Regions from separate parts of the Xenopus tropicalis genome. Here region 1 is linked to region 2. A link is a contact called in public Hi-C data. All regions are on one chromosome and are shown on one strand. Each heading gives the region's core, a stretch centred on a gene start, on an enhancer-like site or on the middle of the called end of the contact. The rest is flanking DNA. Distances are from core to core; before and after follow the strand shown. Region 1 has its middle 53 kb from the start of prep. Region 2 has its middle 67 kb from the start of prdm1.

Region 1 (5,553 bases), core at 432-2,931, 180 kb after region 2:
AGGCATAGGGCCTTCTTTACAAACAGTGGGCAAAGTGCTTTATGCAAAAATTGCAAACATTTACCAAGTCTTAACCCTCAATGCAGAATTTTGTGCATGGGATTCTAGTGCCATTGAGAAAATTTAAGTCACAATTAACAGGCACTATGTCATACATGCTTTAGATCCTACAATATAGATGTCAAATACTAAAGAGGTAAGATGAAAATGCTTTCATCTTGCAGCTGTATTTGCACCTAGAACTTTGCCTTGTGTTGTGGCTGGTAGTGTTACGTTACAAAGGTGGAAAAGAAATAACAAACTCCACCTTCATGTTATCCAGAACGTATAAACTTCGGCAACAGTGCTTCTCCACATGGCAGTGTGGCTTTAGGGACACCTAGCAGGGTCAATATGAACAGTGAGGGTGATGAGAGCCTGGTAGGCAGCTGTATCATAAATTATAGCAGTGGCGTAACAATAGTGGAAACAGAATTCCAGTCCCAGGGGGGGCTGGAAAGTAGGGGCTGCTTTCTCTATTGTTGCAAATAAATTCACACATAAGAGTGCGGGCGGGAAATGGGGATTTATTTTTGTGCAGGCCATGGGACATGAGTGGGTCACAATTAACAGGCACTATGTCATACATGCTGGGTAAGAGAGCCAGATAGGGGTTTGCTACTTTGCCCTGGACCCCTCTAGATTGCAGGAGGGCAGCGCAGAGTAGTTATGCCACTAAATTATAGTTAATTATTCATTGTGGGTAAAGACATTTTTAGACTTATATACATGGTTTGACATTGTATGTATGTATGTATATCTTTATTTATAAAGCACTACTTATGTATGCAGCGCTGTACAGTAGAATACATTAATACAAACAGGGTGTTAATAAGATAATAATAGATAAATACAAAGTATAATAATAAATACAGATAAATACAGCTGCAATAAGATAAGAGTCAAGGACACAAGAGGAAGGAGGTCCCTGCCCCGTAGAGCTTACAATCTATATGGGAGGGTAACTAACAGACACAAATAGGCAAATATAAGTGCTGTAGGTCACAGTGGGTGACATTACAGTATAAGTGCTAGTTCCCAGATCAGGTGCTGGGCGAGTGCTCCAAAAGGTAGTCTTTAAGTTTAGTTTTAAACTAAGAAGGCTAAAGAATAGGCTACTTTTGAGTAGTCTGGCCGTATAGGACAATTCATATCCAAATCAATATATACTCAAGGTTTGTTTAGATATCTTTTGGTCAAGGTGGAAAAATTATTTGTTGACCCCAGGGTCAAACATTCTAGTGCCTGATTTGGCCCACTGATGATACTGTATTTGACCAGCTTAATTCATCAACTGAATTATATGTAGAGGAAAGTCAAAATATTCTACTTATCTGATTTTCCTCACTGAAAAGTAAACCAGTGAAATTCCCAGCCCTGGGGATCCTAATGTGTGCCAAAGGCAAACCGTCATTATAGAGAAAGAAATTCTGCGTGATTTTGCATCTGCTTTAAAGCAGTATTTTGTACTATTGCCTTTAATCATAAGCAGCAAGTAAACATGCTTTCTAGAAACTTAAAGGGGATATTTTAGTGCCATAAATGTCGAATCAGGTGTTGCTCCTATTGTTAAGCTTGTGAAAGCAACATGCTTGGGTAGTGTGGCCATGACAATTAAAAGCTTAAAGGAAGTGCCACTGAAGGAATGAAAGTATCCCAAGGGTATGCAAAAGAGTAGCTCCAGGAAAGGAGATCAGTGAACGGGAAAGAGGGGGCACTAAAACAAAAGAGGAAATCCTCCTTGACAAACAGCCTAATGTGCAGGAGCAGGTAAATCCTCTGGGACGTCTTGCAGCCTTCTTCCCTCACCTCGCATTCCTTCTGTAAAACTACCAGTGCTGTAGTTTAGCAAGATTAGAATTGTTTAAAGCCAAACTAAACTCCAGCTCCTTAATAAATCGCAGCTGGGATGGGAATTAGGAAATGTATTTTTTTTAGTGCAGCAGAATGAATCTGAGCATGGCACTTTCAGCATTATTAAATGTACCTGAAGGAGAAACCAAAAATAGAATTGCAATACATTCTTTATATTTAATATTAAATGGTAAAACAGGTTTAACTGAAAGGAAAAGAAGCAATCAGCAGTAAGCAGAACATGCATCATTTTCCACTTTTCTTTACATTACTGTTTTGAGTTAATGTTAAAGTGTCCAATCCCACAGGCATTTAATAGCAAACAGCAGCCTGACACATTATTTTACTGGAAGGCCTGGTAACTTCCAAGAAATCCCAATCTTTAAGCTGTGATCTTATCAGCAGACAATAGGCTTTACTTACTCAGAGCAGAAAGTTAGTCTTCCCCATAGCAACGAACAGTGAAGTAAATGGGGAAGACTTTTGATCACCCCAGGAACACATCTGGGAGAAGGCCATTGGCTGGAGAACTGTAGTTTAATAGCTGATTGGTTGGGTGGGTGAGCGGGAATTCTACAGAATAGCTGGGTGATAACCAAGAGGATCAGTTTCAGCTAAGCAAGAGAAGTGTCCCCACCCGCCCGCCCTAGTTGGCTTTGGTCAGTGGTAGTCAGCGTAGTATTCATTTTGATGTCACGGCTTTAGGAGGGGTAGTGGGGTCCTTGGCAATGCGGGCAAGTGGTGGTAAATGCAGCCAGCCATATCGGTTAAAGGCTTTCTTTGTTTTGGTGGGTTCAGTTGTTGTGAGGAATGAACTGAATCATAAAAGATCCTACAGTTGTTGGGTAGCTGGAGCCCCTGCGTACCCATAGGGGCCAGGATGATTGCGGCATATGGCAGATACGGGCTCACAGTGGTGATGGTGGTGTTGGTACTTTAATACGTCAAGGTTTTGGAAGGGAGCGTCCGATTGCCAAGGACCAACTAATTTAGGCTAGTTGTTTTAATATTGATCTGCTTACATCTATGTTAATTTATGTAAATGTTACCGTTATTTATGCAAAACATTTTTTCCAGGTTAATATGAAATTGTTTGGAGAATTTTAACTGTGAACATTTAATAAAGCTGTGGCTTGTTCCACATCCAACAAGTCAATTTGGTGTTGTGGTGTGTGTTATTTTACTGGTAAGAAGGTCGGCTTGATGGCAAGTAAGGAGGCGGTATTGCAAGTTGATGGGATGGATCAAAGGATTACTATGCAAAATCAGTGCGATTTGTCATTTTTTTTCCACAATGCAGTTTTTCCTAGAATAATAAGGATTATTACCTGTACATATACACAGTCATAAGGTAAATAGACTAATGGATCATGTGTCTGCCCAATGACTAATCATTGGGCAGACACATGATCCATTAGATCAGGGCCTGGTACACTGTAGAGTGAATAAAACTACAGGAAGATTTTACTTATTTATTTATAAATAAGAATAGGAGATGTTAAGGTTGTTCAGGACATCATTGTGCTTTAAAAGGTCCCAATTTTCAAATATCAGTATTGGCAATTAATTAAAACTCTGGGCTCCTGTGGTGTGTAACTATAACACACCATGATGCATGACGCTGTCTGAATGAATGAAGGCATTGGTGCATAAGAGTATATTTATAAAGCTTTTCATTAACGTAAGGTAACTGAGTAGCCCAGTGTAAAAATTAGCACCAGCTTGAAAAATGCAATGTAAAAAACTGCATTCGACATGCCTCTTATCATGCTGTTTTTAGGGCCCTTACGCAGTATGTGCCTAAATAAAAAGATGTTCCTTATGGGAGCGCATGAATAAACACCCATGCATAAGAGCCCTTATATAGGTCCTACACCAGAATTTTGTTACTGGTTACATTTTTTCAATTGACTTGAGTAAGTTATGCCAAGTAAAATATTGGTGCAAATTATGCAAAGATACACATCAGAATACCTCTTAAAGGACAATGAAAGGTTAATATAAATTAAAAGTAAGTCTAAAGGCATTTTTTTAAGTACTTACTGCATATCTAAATTCCCAGATCCCTGCTTGCTTCTCTGAGATATGGTGCTGGCAGCCTACAGCAGTGTGAAGACTACAGTGACATCACTGAAATCTCTCTCCCCTTCCTGTAGGCTGCCAGCCTTTCTCTCTGAGCATGTGTGTAACTTGATCCTGTCTCCTGTTCTGAGCTACACATACCCACCAGCCAATCACAAGCGGATCTGGCAGAGGGGAGGGGGGGGAGGGAATGAAACACATGTGCAGTATGAAGCAAGGAGGGAAAGGAAGGGAGAATACCTTTTTAGAGATGGCTGCCTGTTCTAGAAAATGTGAAGTAAGTGTGACTGAGTAAATATTTGATTAGGTGAGCCAAAAGTGTGGCGTTTTTACTAAACAATAGGAGGACTATTGGGCAGTATGCTTTTTAAATTTTGACTTGCATTCTCCTTTAATTGTATTAAATTGCTATGTTTTTCCTATTAGAAAAAGGAGGCTGTTAATGTTTTGCTCTTTAAGGCTAGTGCCACACTGCACTGTTTGCCTGGATGTTACTTTGGTTTTCATTTAATAATTGCCACACTTTTGCCTAATCTCTGCTTAAACCCTTACTTATTTTACCTTTCGGAACGTAATGTTTCAACATTCACAGTGTATACGATGAAGATCACTTAACTATTGTTAAACTAATCACCCAAATATAGAGTTGACAAATCCCCATAAGGCATAAATTGGCTTCTATGGCATCACTTGGCTTAGTAAAGTACTGGAAGAAAAGCTCTTGAACAGCTAAACACATGAGTTGCTTGCATATATGCAAACATGCATTCCTCAGCCATCTTCTGTTGTATAACTCGATATGTTTGTACTTTACAAAAATGTATTAATAAAAATAATAATAACCTCTCATGTTTAACTGCCCAATGTACAGGAAATATAGGAATGGCAGAATGTGGTTAGATTCTTAAGTATGAAATCTAAAAAATACTTAAGGTAAGATGCTTCCAGTGACATGTTTAGGCAGGCGCCCTTTGGAAGCCAGAACGTGCATGGGATGCTCCTATGAGTTGGTGAGTGATAAAAATAAAAACCATATTTCATTCATCTGCATATTTCATTGACAGATTTACTAGCATGGTTTACTATACAATGCTATTTTTATGCAGATTCCACTCGCATCTAACAGTCATTCGCAGAAAAATGTTCCATGTATCAGTGAAAGTTTTACATTACTTCCAGTAATAGGATGAAGTGAAGCGGTAGAATAATACAGATTTCATTGACCTTACTGATAAAAGCTTTTAGGGAAGGAGTGCCACTTTTATGTATTTTCTTAAGCAGAAAAGTGTTATTGCACAGACCCTTTGGAAGCAGGATGAACTGGCTGCCCACTGATGTCTAATCATCTGAGCATTCGGGTAACTGCCATAGCTACATGTTTTTGCCATAAATGGCACATTCCACAGCTTGTAGTTCATCGCCCTCTACTATATGACCATATGGATCAAGGTATTGACTTTTCCCCTGACCTATGTGAAGTAGAACAAAGGGTTACACCTGTTTAAAGGGTTATGCCTACATGCGTTCTCCCACTTGCCCTGGCCTCATGAATACAGTGCAAATGAACTGTATTCACGG
Region 2 (5,455 bases), core at 907-3,406:
GCGCAACAGGTTAAAATAACCAGTCCCTTTAATTGTATCAGTGTTTCAGCGTGATGCCATTTAGCCCCAGAGGTACCGCTCGCTGCTTTACACTTCCATCAAAGCTCCTTGTCGGGATAAAACAATTATCTGGGTCCCCCTGTGCGCTGTTTATTTACTGGAAATGCGGCTCAGGAAAAGTGAGGGACTGTGTGTAGTGTATGACTGTGTGTAACTGTGTGTAATGTGCTGTAATGTGTCCCCACTGAGCCGGGAAGCCTTAAATGTATATTGCAGTGTATATTGCAGTGTATACTGTCATTTCTGTTAGTGTGAAACCAGAATATACATTATACTCGTTTCCACAAGAATATATATATATGGTTTTTCACCAATTTTATTTTATTTTACCAATATCTACTGTATTTCGATCCGCTAATATGGATAGATGATGATGATGATGATAGATAGATAGATAGATAGATAGATAGATAGATGATGATAGATAGATAGATAGATAGATAGATAGATAGATGATAGATAGATAGATAGATAGATAAATGATAGATAGATAGATGATAGTAGTTCATGGTAAAATCCATAACTATACATTGAGACACAGACCTGACAGGCAGTGGGATAATAACAGAATAGATATAAAGCTGTTAGCTAGTTCAAGATAAAAGTGAATTTAGTAGAACTTTCTATCTCCCGATCACCGACATGCTAGAACATATTTGTGTGTATGGGTTGTCTATTTGGATCGACATTGGTCTGACTTTGTTGTACAACATTATGGCCATTAGGGATAGCCACCGTGGCAAAACTAGGGCAAACTGATTGTTCATTCTTCATTTGTCAGCAGAACACATTCAACTGATAGAGATTTGTCTCTCCTGGCTTTTAGGAAATTTGCCCCATATTGCTGTGGAATAGGGGAGTAGTGAAAACATTTATGAATTTAAACAATCAAATATACCAGTTATTTGGTTCATGTTTGTGTGTCTATGTGCAATTTTATTTAAATCATTATTCTAATACAAGCGATCAAGGTCAATATAATATAATAAAGGGTCGGACGCTGAGATCGGTCGTTGGCAGGTCACATCATTTAGATTCCTATAGGTAATAACAAATTCCCGTGCTATTTGGCTATTTTACTGTTTTGCAAGCAGGTAGATTTTCAGGCTGACTCTTCAAAGGCATCAAAGGGAAGTGATAGATTTGGTCAGAACATAAAATTCCCTGTTTCCAAAGAAAAAGGCAATGATCGGTATGACTGTGAGTCTCACACCATGGCCTCGCCCTACATTAGTACTTTGATGTAGCAGATAAAGACAGGTTAGTGGGAACTTGGAATTCTGCTACCTCAAATAAGAGAGCACTTTAGGAAATTGTAGGGCCAAATAGGCAATAGGTGTGAGGGGGACACACCCTCCCCAAATACACTGCCAGGGGGAATGGTATTGGCCAAGCTGCCTGGGATGGTACCAAGTCAATTGGTGCTACTAGGACCTGGCACTATTTATCAATTATTATTATGTATGTGTCTTTGTTTAAGTATTTTAGTTCAGTCTGGTTCTTGGTTACTTAGTGTTTATTTTACTCATGAAGAAGAGTAGAGCTAATTGCTATATATATATATATATATATAAGGATCGCTGGCACCAGTTGGTATAAACTTGTGTACTTATATACTGTTTGGAATCACCTACATTTGTTAGTGGAATTAAAGGGGACCTTGAATTCGTCTGACTTAGAATGGACACCTTCTATGACAAAGAAAGGGAACCTTTGATTCCCCGCATGTTTCCCAGCAAGTTCCAGCAGTGAAAGGGTTAATGGATACTCTCTTCATCTCTCTCGGGAAGGTGAGGAGAAATTGATACAGTGGCTATACATTCACCTGCCACAAAGTAGTCCATTAATATTAATGCAAGTGAGGTGTCAAGCACAGAGCCTGGGAACACAGGGAAGGTGTTAACGTATCTCCTGGGCTCTGCTCTTCATTAGGCCTGGCAGATCGGTGTCTGTATCGCGAATGAATAGTGCATGAGGCGCAGGCTGCTGCTGCCACTGATCGCTTTTCCTATTGAGTTTCCCTGGCTGCTGCCGCTGCCGCCGCTTGTACAACATAAGGGAGAGGATCAGGTGAGCAAGGGCAATCACGTGACGTGCCCTGGGGTGAAGTTGCCCGACTTGCAGGGTGTGAGCTTGGGGCCATGAAATCAGATAGTATTGTGGCGTGTGATAGACAGGGGGTTACAATCTGGGGCAATTACAGTGTAACTGGAGGCTTTTAGGCACGGGATCCTAATAGAGATCGTGCGCAACTATTATTTGGTTTACAGAAGACCAAAAAAAATGTGGTGGCCCTCCAGCTGCTGGTACCTGAGTCCCACATGCCTACTCTGCCTAGGTACTCTGTAACAGAAGGAGGATCGCATATCGGACAAGCCCCTCCCTAATAATCGATGTCGTTCTACCTACAGCAATCCAGCCCCATAGCTGGGCCCCATTGTTCCCCCTTGCCTGCATATGAATGTCTCTCTCTCCCTCTCTCTTGGGCCTCTCCGGCAGAACAATGTGCTTGTGTGTGTGATAACTAATGATTCTGAGAAATGATGGCCAAGCCCCTCAGGTAACAAAGGTTACCCGATAACCACATCTCACAACAGCCCCCTTTCTCATCCATTAATCAGACAGGTCACCCAGGGGCTGGCACCCACAGGACTTTTACTGAGTCTAAGCCCTGCTAATTAGCTGCTGAAAAGGGCCAGCAGATCACTAGCTTTCAGCACTGGCAAATGACCTTTCATTTTCTGCCCTTGCCAGTGGGAAACATATATATTGCAATGTTTAAGGCAAATTTCGTTTCATATGCTTAATATGTTCATGTATTTGGGCTACATTCGTTCGTTTAACTTTGTAAATGTATTCTGTATTTACGATATGGGACTTCATTTATGTATAACTTAACTCTATATTCTGGAGTGAATGGTTTTCGTTTAATGGCATGGAATCCTTTACCATTCCACCCTATAAAGCTGGCCTGGAATACATTCGAATGAATTAACTGACAACAGATTGAGATGTCCCCATATCAATATTCGTGCAACATGGTACTGTATTTAAAACAATTCGTTTAAGCGAAACACAAATCGATGCAGCAGTGATAATACTGAATTAGGGCCATACCGCTGTATTAAATAACGAATTTAGTGTAAAGTGGTAAACACATCTTTATACCTGCATAATTATCGGAAATGACTCCCTCCTAATATTTTTTAAGTAATTGGGGGAGAGATGCCAGATTTTAGTGATGGACAGGAAGTTGGAAGAAATATCTCCTAATTGCACATGAACCTATTTGCTGAGCTCTCCACTTTCTTTAGGTGGGATGATTAATTGCACTGACTTGTCACATTCTATGCAAAGCTGCCTTACCTAGGGCTGTAATTGTTTCATAGCGTTAGTTCATTATCCCACCCCCAGCCACCAGATTAACACTTGCACTGTATGCATAAGGCTGGAGGCCTATACTTTTCCATTTAATGCAGTGTTGTTGTTTTGTTTTGCTTTGAAAGAGCAATTCTGGGCACTGTTTGCAGATCCAGGTAGATTTAATGGTGGCTGCTACAGCTCAGTACAACACACAGTTTAGTGGGCCAGAAGCACTTGGGCAAACTAAGAGGCATTGTCATGCAAGAATGTCCCTGAGCCTTTCATCTGATAAGGGTGGGTAAAGCCGTGGGGTAGAACAAAGCCTTGGGTGTGGTGTAGAGATGCTGAAAGAGAAAGGAGGGTTATACCTGGGAGCCTGCAACAAACGGATCTTTCACTTTTAGGAATAATAAAGGACAAACTGTGCCAAAAGAAAGAAAAACTCCCTTTATGCCATTCCATAATATACTGCCCATGAGCTTTGATATCATCATGCGAATGGTGTTCCCCATAAATGTGACTAAGTCTAGGGGTAAAGAAATTCATTATGCCATATCGTTTTGATGTGACCGGATAAAATGTGTGGTGTGTTATCTCTTTACACCTCTGTTAAATATAGTGTTCAATAGATCACAAAAATATATACAAAATTATCGAGGTATATAATGATTAAAGGGCATCAGTGAAGCGAGACATCTAAGCAACTCCAGGTGTTTGAAGGTTTTGTACTGGAGCAAATATTCCCCAACCCGATGTGCATACAGGCAGCAGGGTGTACAATGGCATAGCGTGAGAAAGCAACATGGCAGCAGCTACTGGTCCTTTATGTCCTTATGTTTTAACGAAAATGTAAGAAAAATGTAATAAACAAATGCAAATGGTACAATCAGCAGATGAAGAAATGTCAACCTACCAAATTCCATAATAAAAAAGATGACTAGTATATATGTAAAAATAACATACCTGCCGAATTTTGCGATAATGCGTTTTTATTAAATGAGAGGCAAATAAATAATCAGTGATATAACTTTAGTTAGTAAGACAACATAGAAACCGGACACTCTTCCGTTAAAGAAGAACTACATCGAAAAACTGCTTATTAATGAAAGATATGCAATTTTAAACCACTTTCAATGATGCCTTGGTGAATTATTTCATTTGGTTTTATAGTTGTCTGCACTCCTGGTTCTGACTTCTGAAACAATGCCGAGGAAACTTTGAGCAGAAATGGCTTCTGTTATATCGTTTCAACAGTTTGAAGCAGAGAACAGAAAGGTATAAACAGATATTTGCTTCAATAGCAGTTATATTCACACATAACTTTAACATTCATTGACATTACAGATGGATGTATATTGGAACGCTTCTTAGAATGACATCATTTACACCACAGTTTTGGTGAAGATGGTCCTTAACCTCAACTTAATTTTAATGACAAATATATTCTTAAAAAAATCACAGAAACTCTTGTGCTTTTCTGCCTGACTACAAGCTGCCTCAGTGATCAGTCGAATTTACTAAGTATACTTCTGTGACTAATGTGTTTGGCATTTACAGAGATAGCGGCGGCGCACAGCAATCTTGTACATGTGATTTTAATAAATCGGCCCCCTGTGGAACACAAACTTTTCCCTTTATAAACGGAAGTGGGGGAGTGAGTAATTTGTACAATTGGGCTAGTTCTGATCGTCTCTCAGATTAGGATTTTAACCCTTTCTTAAGGTGTGTATTATGCTGCCTTGGAATTTAACCCCCCCCAACAACACGCAATTCCATGGGTTTGATTTACAGCCCCCCTCCCCAATACACACACGTTGAGCATATATTTACCTTTCCTAATGTACATTTTGTGCCTTAATAATTTATTTCTGAATAGCATAAACAAATTGCCCGTAACCTTTTAAAAATATTGATTGGCGAAATATTAGGTCATGGACTTTAATGTCCTATCTATTCCAGTTCAGTCTTTTTCACATCTCTCTTAGAAAATGTGCAATATTTAGGCGATTATCAAATCTACTGTTTTCATTTA

What was found. A called contact is a pair of places that touch in the nucleus more often than the background predicts.
Region 1: a Hi-C map of neurula embryo shows a contact between it and region 2, with 2.3 times the contacts expected there. The contact joins two enhancer-like sites. A contact is called at or near these places in 2 of 5 Hi-C or Micro-C datasets (neurula embryo and tailbud embryo).

What each region holds. Positions count from the first base shown.
Region 1 is chr5:79,772,615-79,778,167 of UCB_Xtro_10.0, forward strand. No RefSeq gene overlaps it. Among named protein-coding and RNA genes, the nearest start is that of prep, 53 kb to the right of the region's middle. Within about 2 kb of position 1,682, at least 1 of the 11 cell types and tissues checked has an H3K27ac peak or open chromatin away from gene starts, as enhancers often do. A contact at or near this core is called in neurula embryo, where this site is marked.
Region 2 is chr5:79,588,590-79,594,044 of UCB_Xtro_10.0, forward strand. No RefSeq gene overlaps it. Among named protein-coding and RNA genes, the nearest start is that of prdm1, 67 kb to the left of the region's middle. Within about 2 kb of position 2,157, at least 4 of the 11 cell types and tissues checked have an H3K27ac peak or open chromatin away from gene starts, as enhancers often do. A contact at or near this core is called in neurula embryo, where this site is marked.